Regions from separate parts of the Anas platyrhynchos genome. Here region 2 is linked to region 1. A link is a contact called in public Hi-C data. All regions are on one chromosome and are shown on one strand. The core of a region is the stretch at or near the end of the contact, and the rest is flanking DNA. Distances in the headings are between cores, read along the strand shown.

Region 1 (5,069 bases), core at 1,383-3,882:
GGGACCAACATTTTTGGCTAGCTTACATCAAAGCTGTATCCAGAGTGCATTGTTATCACTAAGATAAATTATACAGAAGGCTCACAATTTAAGCAAAACAAAATGCACAAAGAGGCATAAAGATGCTCCTAAAAGAGTAGAGTACAGGTAGAAGTGTGGCACCTAAAGTTACTTGGTATCATCTGACCTAAAGATGAGGTGACCAGCAAAAGTATGTTTAGTGGGTAGAGGAATTAAATTATTACCACAAACTTGAGTGAGGAATCTGACAACCATGTTCTGAAAGCCTGAAAACTAAGCTGGCTGGTAACCAGGCTGCATCTGTGACTTGTCTTGTCTTCATCTGAAAACTGAGATCTTTATCTTCTGCAGTATTCTTTAAACAGTTAAACATGTGTGGATGCATTTGAGAACACAAGCGTGTTTTCATACATTCAAAATGCTGCAGAGTCCATGAGGCTTTTGAATCAAATGTTGCTTTTTAAGGTAGAAGGGAAGAAGATAGTTTACTACTGTAATTTGTTACAGTCTAGAATGTAACAGACTTAATTCTACAATGATATGCATATAAAAGATAAATTGAGAAGTAAAATGAAGAACCCATGTGACATGTTAAACCCGAGTAATTGGCTGTGTGTTTGTTTAGTTTAGTTTGTTTTTAAAATTTAGATCTGAAAATTTTCAGTGGAGGCAGTGGTGTCTACACCAAAACATTAGTGAAATAAACTGATTTCTATGTTTCATGTGTATGTTTTTATTTACAGATGACATGGCAGAACTTCTCCTCGGAGAGTCCAAACTAGAACAATTTCTGAAGGAAAATGCTCTTAAACAGAACAGCAGTCCACGGGGCCCTAGGCCAAAGCTGACTGAAGTCAGGAAACATCTCACAGCAGCACTTGATAGAGGAAACCTAAAGGTAAGTCAGTCAGTCTGAGCAAGAATTAGAAAATGTGAAATGGACAGCAGCGTGCTGCTAATTGTGGAGAAGAATGTGGAAAGTTCTTGTGTGTGGATTTATTGTTAGTCCCAGAACATCATCAGTGCTATGCTATTTCATGTCTTTTTGTTTCTTCATGGATTTTTGTTCAGATAAATTTCTCAAATCTTCTTTCATTACAAGAACAAGAAAATTGTCACCAACTTATGAAATGCTTAAGTGAAGTCTTTGCTATATATAAATAAATTATTCTTTGGAGTACATCAGGTAGAAATATGTGGTTATAAAACCACAAAATACTTGACAAATTTCTGTAATGGACTCATAAGTATGCAGGAAAGACTTCTGAAGTTATGTTTGGGGACAAAAAGTAAGGTTTATCCTTGAGAAGAGTGTTTCCCCTACCCTGATGCTTTGAAATTGTGCACCTTAAATATATAGGCTGTGGAATACAATCTTAAGATTTGACACTGTTATTTTGAACTATACTTATGGTGTTAAGAAAAAATCATTGGAGGGGTTGTAATGATAGGCTGTCTTTAAATAGTTTTGTTACCTGGCAAAGCTGTCTGCTGCTTGAGAGGTATTATTGGTGCATGCGTAAACAAACATACGAACATGAAAAATGACTGATGATGCTGTTCAATAGCTTGCTGGAGAATGATTATGTGGCTTCACCCCCTACCCCAAAGCTTCCCAAATATAACATGATAGAATTTTGGTGATTAGTTGCTCTCTCACAAGGTATCTACTGTGGGCTTCCACAGTTAGTATATGCAGAAAACATGCCGAACAATTGTCAGGTTTGATAGATTATTATTATTTTTTTTTTTCCTGAGGAACAAAACCTTTCTTATTCCTCTTCCTTCTAGCCAGAATTCTTACAAGAAGCTAACTTGATTATGGCCAAGCTAAACTATGTGGAAGGTGATTACAAAGAAGCTCTGAATACATATGCCAGAGTTGGAGTTGATGATTTGCAGCTAGCTGCTGTGCCGCCATATAGGTTACGGATGATTGCTGAAGCATATTCTACTAAAGGTAAGATTGCACTTTCCCGTATAATAATGTTAGAAATAGTTTTAAAAAGTGAATCAACATTTTGTCCAAAGTGAAAGAAACTGTTGGCATACATATAGTCAACACGGTGATACAGTGCCACATGTGCAGATGAGTAAGAAGATGGCTTATTTCCTTTAAAATAACCAGAGCTTGTGCTAGGTTGACAAGGCTCTTACCTCTGTTAGAATTTCCATTTTAACCCTGCTGTTACCCAGTCAAATTTTTATGTGTGTTTAAAAGTCCTTCAGTATCTGAATGTCCAATAACTTTGGCAAGATACTAGAAGTATTGGCACTGTTCCTGAAAGTTGTGTTACAAAAGTAGTGCAGTTCTTCAGTTGCTGTGGACAAAATTGAAGAACGTTGATTCACAATGCTACGTACTGAATGTTAAGATGCATAGCCTAGGTTATGTTAAACTAGAATAAACCTAAATTGTTACTTAATCGAGTAAAGTAATCATGATAAATGAAAAGGACTTAAAGCAATGTTTTTCTTTTGCAGTTTAATTTTTAGAAATCTTCTTCACAGAATATGTATCTTTTTTAAATTTCAGAAAATGTTTTTTGATTAATACAGGATTGTGAAAATTGTAATGCTGGCCTGGTGTCTTAAGGTGGCAGTACCACCTCAGTTTAGAAAACTTGTTCATGGGCTGTGAGCTGGGTTAACGTTTTGAGGAAAGTGGCAGTTTGTATGCCATAGGTTTATGAGAATTTCCTGTCTGACTATGTTTGCTTTGGTCTGCTGTGTTTAAATTTGGGTTTGACATGCATACATACTGTTTGTTACTGCAAGAGAAGAGTCAAAGTTAGCAAACACAATTTAGGAGAGACTTCAATAGCATTCACTGATAACTGTTCAAAGATTGTTCCTGGTCTTTGAAGAGGGTAACTGTTTCCACTGAAAATGGAAAGGGAAGGATGTGGGGAGTTTTTATGTGTGTCATAAACTTGCTCAGGTCTCTCATGTGCCGTCTGTGTGTGGGTTGTGAGTTTTTTTGTTGTTGCTGTTTTTTTGTCAATAACCTTCCATTCAGCTTTCCCTTTCACCCATCTGTGAAGATGGCTGTTGAATTTGTCACTTTCTTCCTATGAAAATGTAGTCTTGGTCTTGATCAACTGTAAGTGCATAGATTTGCTTATCTCCAAGGAATCCCAATAAGTTAATTGAATATTTTCTCAGAGCTCAACTCTTCTGGCTCTGTTTTATTTGGCCTCCTAAGAATATAGAGCAGCTGAAATATAAAGACACCAATTTTGCGGAAAGGATTGGTATTATTCAGTTTACTTGATATGAAATTAATTGATTAGAAAATAGTAAATACATGTCTTGCCTTAATTTCTTCTCTACCCTGGAATATCTTGTAGATTCGGCTTTTAAAAAAAGAAAGGGAGAAAAGGCACGTCTGCAGCCTAGATGTGCTTTTAATTGTTGCTTCTGATTTCAGGTTTTCTACTTAAACACTGAAATCTGTTGTATCACACCTGATCTAATCTTGATCAGACTTCACTGCTTTGGTCACTTTTACTGGGTGACTGGATTTCAGCTTACATGGGCAGACTAGCTGACTACTGCTTTTTTCCTTTTGCTCTGCTCATTTCCAGAATTGCATGGTTTTGCCTTTTTTTTTTTTTTTTTTTTTTTTTTTTTTTTTCTACAATGTTTTATTTTTGAATGGGTAATTAATGGAATTTAATATCCCTTCTTCCCAGGGTTGTAAGTTTGTCATCTCCTGTGTGTTCTAGAGTAAGTCTGAAGTCTCAGAGTGGTCTTAAATTCAATATTCAAAGTTTAGAAACATTTAGAGTAACTGACAGCTAAATAGCGAACATTAATATGCAGTAGTACAGTTAACTCTCCCCTTCTTCCCCCTTCTCCTTCCCTCCCCTTCACTCCCTTCCTCAGAATTTCTATTTTCCACTTTTAAGAGCGGTTTATAAAACTTTTCAGTGTGAAGGGCTTCTTCAGAGGTGATTGGAGACTTGTAGTTACTACCAACTAAGTACAAGTTATTTTTAAATAGATTTTGTCCTTTGCTGTGACTTGTATTTCTACTTGTGGTTTAAAGGATAATCTGAATATCTGAAGTTTCCTAAGTATTTAGCTTTTATTTCTTTGGCAGTCATGAATAGATCACCATGTTCCCAAGAAATGCCTGTGTGCGTGCATCAGCCTGGCTGCCCTGCTCAGCATGGCAACATGCAGAGGCTGTAAAAATACCCGCTTCAGTTCCCTAATTTCAATCCACTTTTGGGCAAACCCAGTTCCACTGCATTTGTAGTCATCAGGATATTGGTATCCTGTTTTGTAGTGGTCAGGCACTGATATGCTTGCCTGACAAAGCTGTAAGGCAGAAAAAAACTAATGGAAGTTTTTAATTGCTCTACTTTTTATTGTTACTTTTATTTTTTTTTAATTGCTACATTTTTTTCCTCACTTAAGGTAGGACTGCCACAAATGCTTCCCTTTTTACTCTGAATTTTACATTCTGTAACAGAGGTGAAGGATTAAGTAGGATGCTTGAATTGAAATGTTGTTTATTCTTCTGCAATTGTTTCAAGGTACTTAATTGAACACGTTATGCCTAGACAATTAAGACTACTGCAAGCCCTCAGAAATGGCCTGCTTTGTGCCTGTGCACTCTTACCCTTGCAAAACATAGAAAGTACATTTTTCTGTCCTTCACAGCAAAGGGAGATTCAGCATGTGTGTACGAATGAAATGAGGTGCAAAAAGAGCCCAAGGTCAGGTTCAGGCTAAGCTTTGTTGGAGCTCTATCTACTAATGGCTAGTAAGAAGGAGAAGAGGAAAAGCAGTAGTGGCAATTGTGGGGAGAGGAAATGGAATTGGAAAATTGGAGAGGAAGTGAGGTCCTTAAACACTTGCTGAACTCTGGAGTGTGTGCATGTATTTGTGTATGTGTTTATGTATGTATGCATACAAATATATGGGGGCATACATAAACATAACATGTTTACATAAACATACGCATGTATACATTTTTTATTGTTAAAAAATAAGATGTGGCAAAGAAAAAAAAATCAGAAGAGGAAAATTCTTACTGA
Region 2 (5,069 bases), core at 1,323-3,822, 250 kb after region 1:
TCAACTGATCAGTCATTAATTTTAGGGGGGAGAAAGAACAAAGTTTTTCAAGAACCTTGAAGAAAAAATGTATTTCTACTATCAGTTCTGAGAAACTGTAAAAATAAACTATAATATCCACAACCTATTGCTGGAGAATCAACAGACTGCTTCTCCCCTGGGAAGCTGGCATGGCCTAGGAAATCCTCTGCTGCAGGCTCATTTTCTTTAAAGTCTTTTAATGAAGAGAATTTTTAAAATGGCAGGAATATATGATGCCTCCAAAATGCAGGCTCTTTCTTCCATGTTAAGGTTTTTCTTTGATACTTCCCCTTAATTCAGTTCTTTTTCTAGAACTTGGGGTTCTACATTTGGGGGCGTTAGCACATGTGAAGTCCAGCCTCCTAAAATGTCTGATCCTCAAAGTATTCATGAACCTCCATCCTAAAAGGCCCCAGCACGTCGCTGAAATTGCAGATAATGGTACCAAAAGAGAAAGCCTGTTTTTCTTTGTAAGCCAGCAAAATTGAGCTGTGTCATGGGGCCTGCTGTTCTTCCCAACGTTTTTGTGAGGGCACAGTTCACATCAGCTGCCTAATTAAATCTCTCTTCTGCCTGCCTTATTCTGAGGCCGTCAGCTTCTGTGAAATAAGAATATGCCTAAAACTCTGGTCTGTCCCAGGTCTGCACTGCGTGCACACCTCTCCTGGCAAGCGGCATTGGCCTTCCCCCAGTGTGGCTATTTGTTATTATTTTTGTGGTAGCAGAAGTATGCTAGATGCTAATGAAGTACTTATATTTAGTAAGTGCACTGTTATGTGCTGGCTGTGAAGCTGTCAGCAGCGTTGTTACAGAGCACAAGCCTAACACAAAGGTGCATTGCACCGAGAACGGGATTTTTATGCTATATAGAAGGGAAGTACATTTAATGAGTTTATTTTGGTTAGCCTTCAGTTTAGTTTTGGGTCTGCCAATACTGACATCATTTTTCCAAGCAGGGAGCACCATCTAAGACTTCTCTGCATCACTATCCTTGGGGTGGGCCTGTGTGTGGGCTGATGCAGTGCTCAGCACTCCAGATCATTTCACTTTGGCATCCACTCTGCTTCTGCTGTCTCTATCTCCATATTCTATTTTAGGTGCTTACAGAGCACCAATCTCCTTAACTAATATGCAACTGAAACAAGATATTCAGCATCAAATAAGCAAAAAAGCAAAAGACTCAAAATAGACTATTTTGTTATTATTATTATGGGGTTAAATCACTTAAACATAGATATCTTCCTACTCCTCCTCCCACTTCTTTCTTTAGTTTGTCTCATCTTGTTCTCTCCTCAGGGACATACTGCTGGCCCACAGGCTTCTGCAAAAAAAATGAACTCTGTTCTGCGATGGGTCCATGGGTGCCAAGTATTCACCTAGCTTAATTCTTGCAAAAACATTATCGTCAGAATTTCAGCTGCCCCGAGATCCTCGCACCGCTCCCTCAGCCCCCAGCATGGCTGGGAAGGTCCTGCAGGGAGAGATCCCCTTCAGACCCCATCGCTAGGCCCTTGTGTGGGTTATTGTATATATTGTATATATGTTATATGCATTGTGCAGGTTATGAGGGGCCTGGCACCGCCATCCCAGGCCACAGCCGCAGCGTTGCACTGGCACGGAGGCTCAGCTGCACCTGAACGCGCGCATCAAAACACAGCCAGTTCATTATTGAGCTGCAGGGATGGGGAGGGGGCTGGATTTTGAACCAAACACCCCAAAAGAAGGCTACAGAGGAGAAACGGTGGGTGTCTGGGGGGCTTCCACAGCTGCAGCTGATCCAAGCCGGACACGGGCGGCCCCTCAGCAGCCGCTGTGAGGGGAGCTCGGCAGGCCCTGCCCGGAGGCGCTGTGCCCGGTGTGTGGCGTTAACGGGGAGACGCTGCCCGGCTCCCTGCTGCCTCCCCACAGCGTGCCCGCTGCCGGCTGGGCACCGGCAGCCCCGCAGCGCCTCGGCAGCCACTTCAAAGCCGTCTGAAGGAGGCTGGGGCTCGGCGCCGTGCTTGGGCTCCCCGGGTTCCCGTCCCCACACGGGGACTGCCGCTGGCCGCCAGCAGCTCAGCCCGCAGCAGGGGCCCGGGCAGCACAGCGCGGCACCCTTTGCTTTTTCCAAACCGCCCTGCAACCTCCCGTGTGGAATTGTGAGGATTTTTTATTTTTTTATTTTATTTTATTTTTTTCCTCCCTGCAGACAGCGGGCAGGGCTGTGTGCCGGGGCACAGGGCGTTAGCTGCCCGGGGGAAAAAAAAGAGGGCAGCCGGCCCGGCGGCAGCACCCCACGCCCTGCCGGCTCCCACAGCGCCAGGCAGGGAGAGGCAGCGGCCACGGCACCGGGAGCACCGCCAGGGCGGCCGGGGCTGGCCCCGGGGGCAGCGGGCACCCGGCCACCGCCCGCCGCTCCCCGCGCCCTCCCCGGCGGCAGGGTCTATATCCCTCCGCGGAAGGTTACCGGGCTCCGGCACGGCGCCTCCCGACGGAAGCGGTGCTGAGGCTCCTGAGGCAGCGGTTTGTCAGGGGCCGCCCGATTGGCTAGCGGGGCTCTGCAATGGTTAGCTGGGAAGAGCCGAGCCCTCCGATTGGCCGCGCTGTACCTGCAATGCGTCAAGTGGAGATGCTGGAGTGCGTGGACTGGCGGGCTGCTGGGGGAGCGGCGGGAATGGCGGCGGCCGCGCGCTGCCTGTCCTGTCAGTGCCCCCCTCTGTACTCCTGTCAGTGCCCCAGCCCCACTCCCAGCCCCAGCCCCAGAGCTTTGCGAGGCCCGTGGTGCTTTCCACCCTCCCTGGCAGTATCAGCAGCCCTAGCGCTACGTTTCCCTCCTGTTCCTGCTGCTGCTGCCCGCAGCAATAGCCCCTGCTTGGCTCAGTGAGCCAGAGCTGGCAGGAAGGCGCTTTTCCTCCGTCGGTTATCTCTTCAGGGCCGGGTTGCTGTATCAAGAGGCAGCAGAAAGACAAAGCCTCGTTTCTCGTCGCTTCTCTGGCACACGGGGTGCTGGAGGTACAAAATGTGGCAGAACGAATTTGCTTATTCTGCCCTTCCACTATCAGTGCAAGAAGTGTTTCTTGGACTGCGGCTCAAAGCGACAGTTTGAGTGACAGTTGGAGGAGGATATGCACGATAAAGTGACGAGTGATCTCTTAAATATCTTGCTGAAATGCTGCAAAATCTTTCAACACGAGGAGATGCTTCTGTAAAATTAGACCCGAAGTGAAGAGCTGTGCAGGGGCATGTGGCGTTGCCCTGCCTCCGCCTGAGACTTCTGGATGCTGCTGGGTGCTTTGGGCTCCTCAGCCTTGGCCAGGAGCCCCTCAGCCTTGGCCAGGAGCCCCTCAGCCTTGGCCAGGAGCTCCTCAGTTCTGGCCAGGAGCTCCTCAGCCCTTGGCAGGAGCCCCCGAGCCCTTGCCAGGAGCCCCTCAGCCTCCTTGCCTCACAAGCTGCAGTCTGGGGCGGACACGCTGTCACCACTCGGGTGGGATTTCTGTTCATGTCTAATTGAAATAAGCATCAATACACCAAACCCAAGCGAATGAACAGCAAAGCCTTCTCTGCATGAATAGGAGGCTTACAAGACTGCTTTAAAAATGATGGGTGTTTCAAACCAGTAAAAGATTCCTGGCACATCTGCAGGGCTAGATACAATATCCATCTAAACGTGGAAGTAGGTTACAGACGCTCATAATGCTATCTAAATTCTTCATTTTTTGTTACTGGAGTGTTTCGTTGCTCTCTTTCAAAATCCCATTCTTGAAGAGTGAGTCAGCAAGAAGTCTGTGAATGTGTCAGGGAACAGTATTTTAAATAAGGTTTCATTGCTAAGCAATTATTAAAGAACATGTTTACATATGAAAATTCGCAGATTTGAATATGAACATAATGGCCCAATTTCTTGACTCTAGTGAAAGTTTTCTTCCTAACTACAGTTTTCAGGATAACATTCTTGATGTGCTATTGGAAGAATTTTGAGTTGAAGTCCGTGTTAATTTGTTTCCTTTATTCCATTTGCTCACTAGGAAGTAGAACACTTTTTATTTTAAAATTATCATGATTTCCTTTTCACAGCCTTGCTGAGTACAAACTGCTTTCCTGCTGGCATGAACACTTCTTACTGTCTTTTTCCAAAAGAATTCTTTCAAAATATTAAAAACAATCTAGGCACTTTCACTTGTAGTCCCAGCCAAGTGGAACAAGTGGAATGAAACCTTTATGGGAAAATTATATGCCTATGTAATTATAATTATAACATTTATGAGTGAGGGTTTGCTAAAGTGAAACATAAAAGCGAGATTGCAAGCTCATTCCATTTCTTACCTGGTCATTTAAAGTATGCTAGCATTTTTGAAAAAATCATTTTAGAAAATCTTAGGTCTAAAACAGTTTGAGGTCTTAACAAATGGAAAGGAAATGGGTAGGAAGCACTGGTAAAGTGTGATGACACACTATGCTCCAGAACAACCTTAAACATTGTATATTAGTCATAAAACAAATTTGTAGTATTAATTTATTATAATGACTGTACAAATAATAGAACTACATTAATGTCAGAGAACCTGAAAAAAAGTTTTTTAAAGTGACACGATCATTTAATGGGGAATAAATATACCAGTTTCAGGGTTGACATGTAAATCATTGTTGCCCCAGTCTCTTGTGAAAGTAACTATTGAGAAGATAAACTCAAGCTTTAGTGTATTCAGGACGGTAATTATATTCCAAGAATTAGTTTACTTTGAGCACAGGTTGCTAGCATGAATCACTGGAATAAATAACAATTACATGTTTATTAGGAAAAGTCACAGTGAGCAAATTCAGGTAATTTCAAATAAAGCAACTCTGGGTGATGGTGGTACCTTTCTTTTGCGTGTGTGGGTCATGTCCAAAGCCATCAATAATTATGGGAAAGGTAATACAGCATAATAGCCAATGCTCAATTGTAATTCTAAATATATCACAGTCAAAACAGTCTGAATAAAAGCATGCACCATCCATTTAGAGCAACCATTTTAAATCAATGTATTTACAGCAATGTCATTACACTAACATCTGTTAAATATATGCAG

The links. Hi-C and Micro-C count contacts between places; a contact is called where the count stands out from the background.
Region 2: a contact with region 1 is called in a Hi-C map of subcutaneous adipose tissue, with 2.2 times the contacts expected there. The contact joins two enhancer-like sites. A contact is called at or near these places in 2 of 8 Hi-C or Micro-C datasets (F5 follicle and subcutaneous adipose tissue).

What each region holds. Positions count from the first base shown.
Region 1 is chr5:17,385,634-17,390,702 of IASCAAS_PekinDuck_T2T, forward strand. TTC7B (tetratricopeptide repeat domain 7B) reads left to right here. Exons shown (of 20, transcript XM_038180036.2): 2 at 765-919; 3 at 1,813-1,981. Among named protein-coding and RNA genes, the nearest start is that of TTC7B, 21 kb to the left of the region's middle. Within about 2 kb of position 2,633, at least 1 of the 8 cell types and tissues checked has an H3K27ac peak or open chromatin away from gene starts, as enhancers often do. A contact at or near this core is called in subcutaneous adipose tissue, where this site is marked.
Region 2 is chr5:17,631,824-17,636,892 of IASCAAS_PekinDuck_T2T, forward strand. No RefSeq gene overlaps it. Among named protein-coding and RNA genes, the nearest start is that of CALM1, 8.7 kb to the left of the region's middle. Within about 2 kb of position 2,573, at least 8 of the 8 cell types and tissues checked have an H3K27ac peak or open chromatin away from gene starts, as enhancers often do. A contact at or near this core is called in subcutaneous adipose tissue, where this site is marked.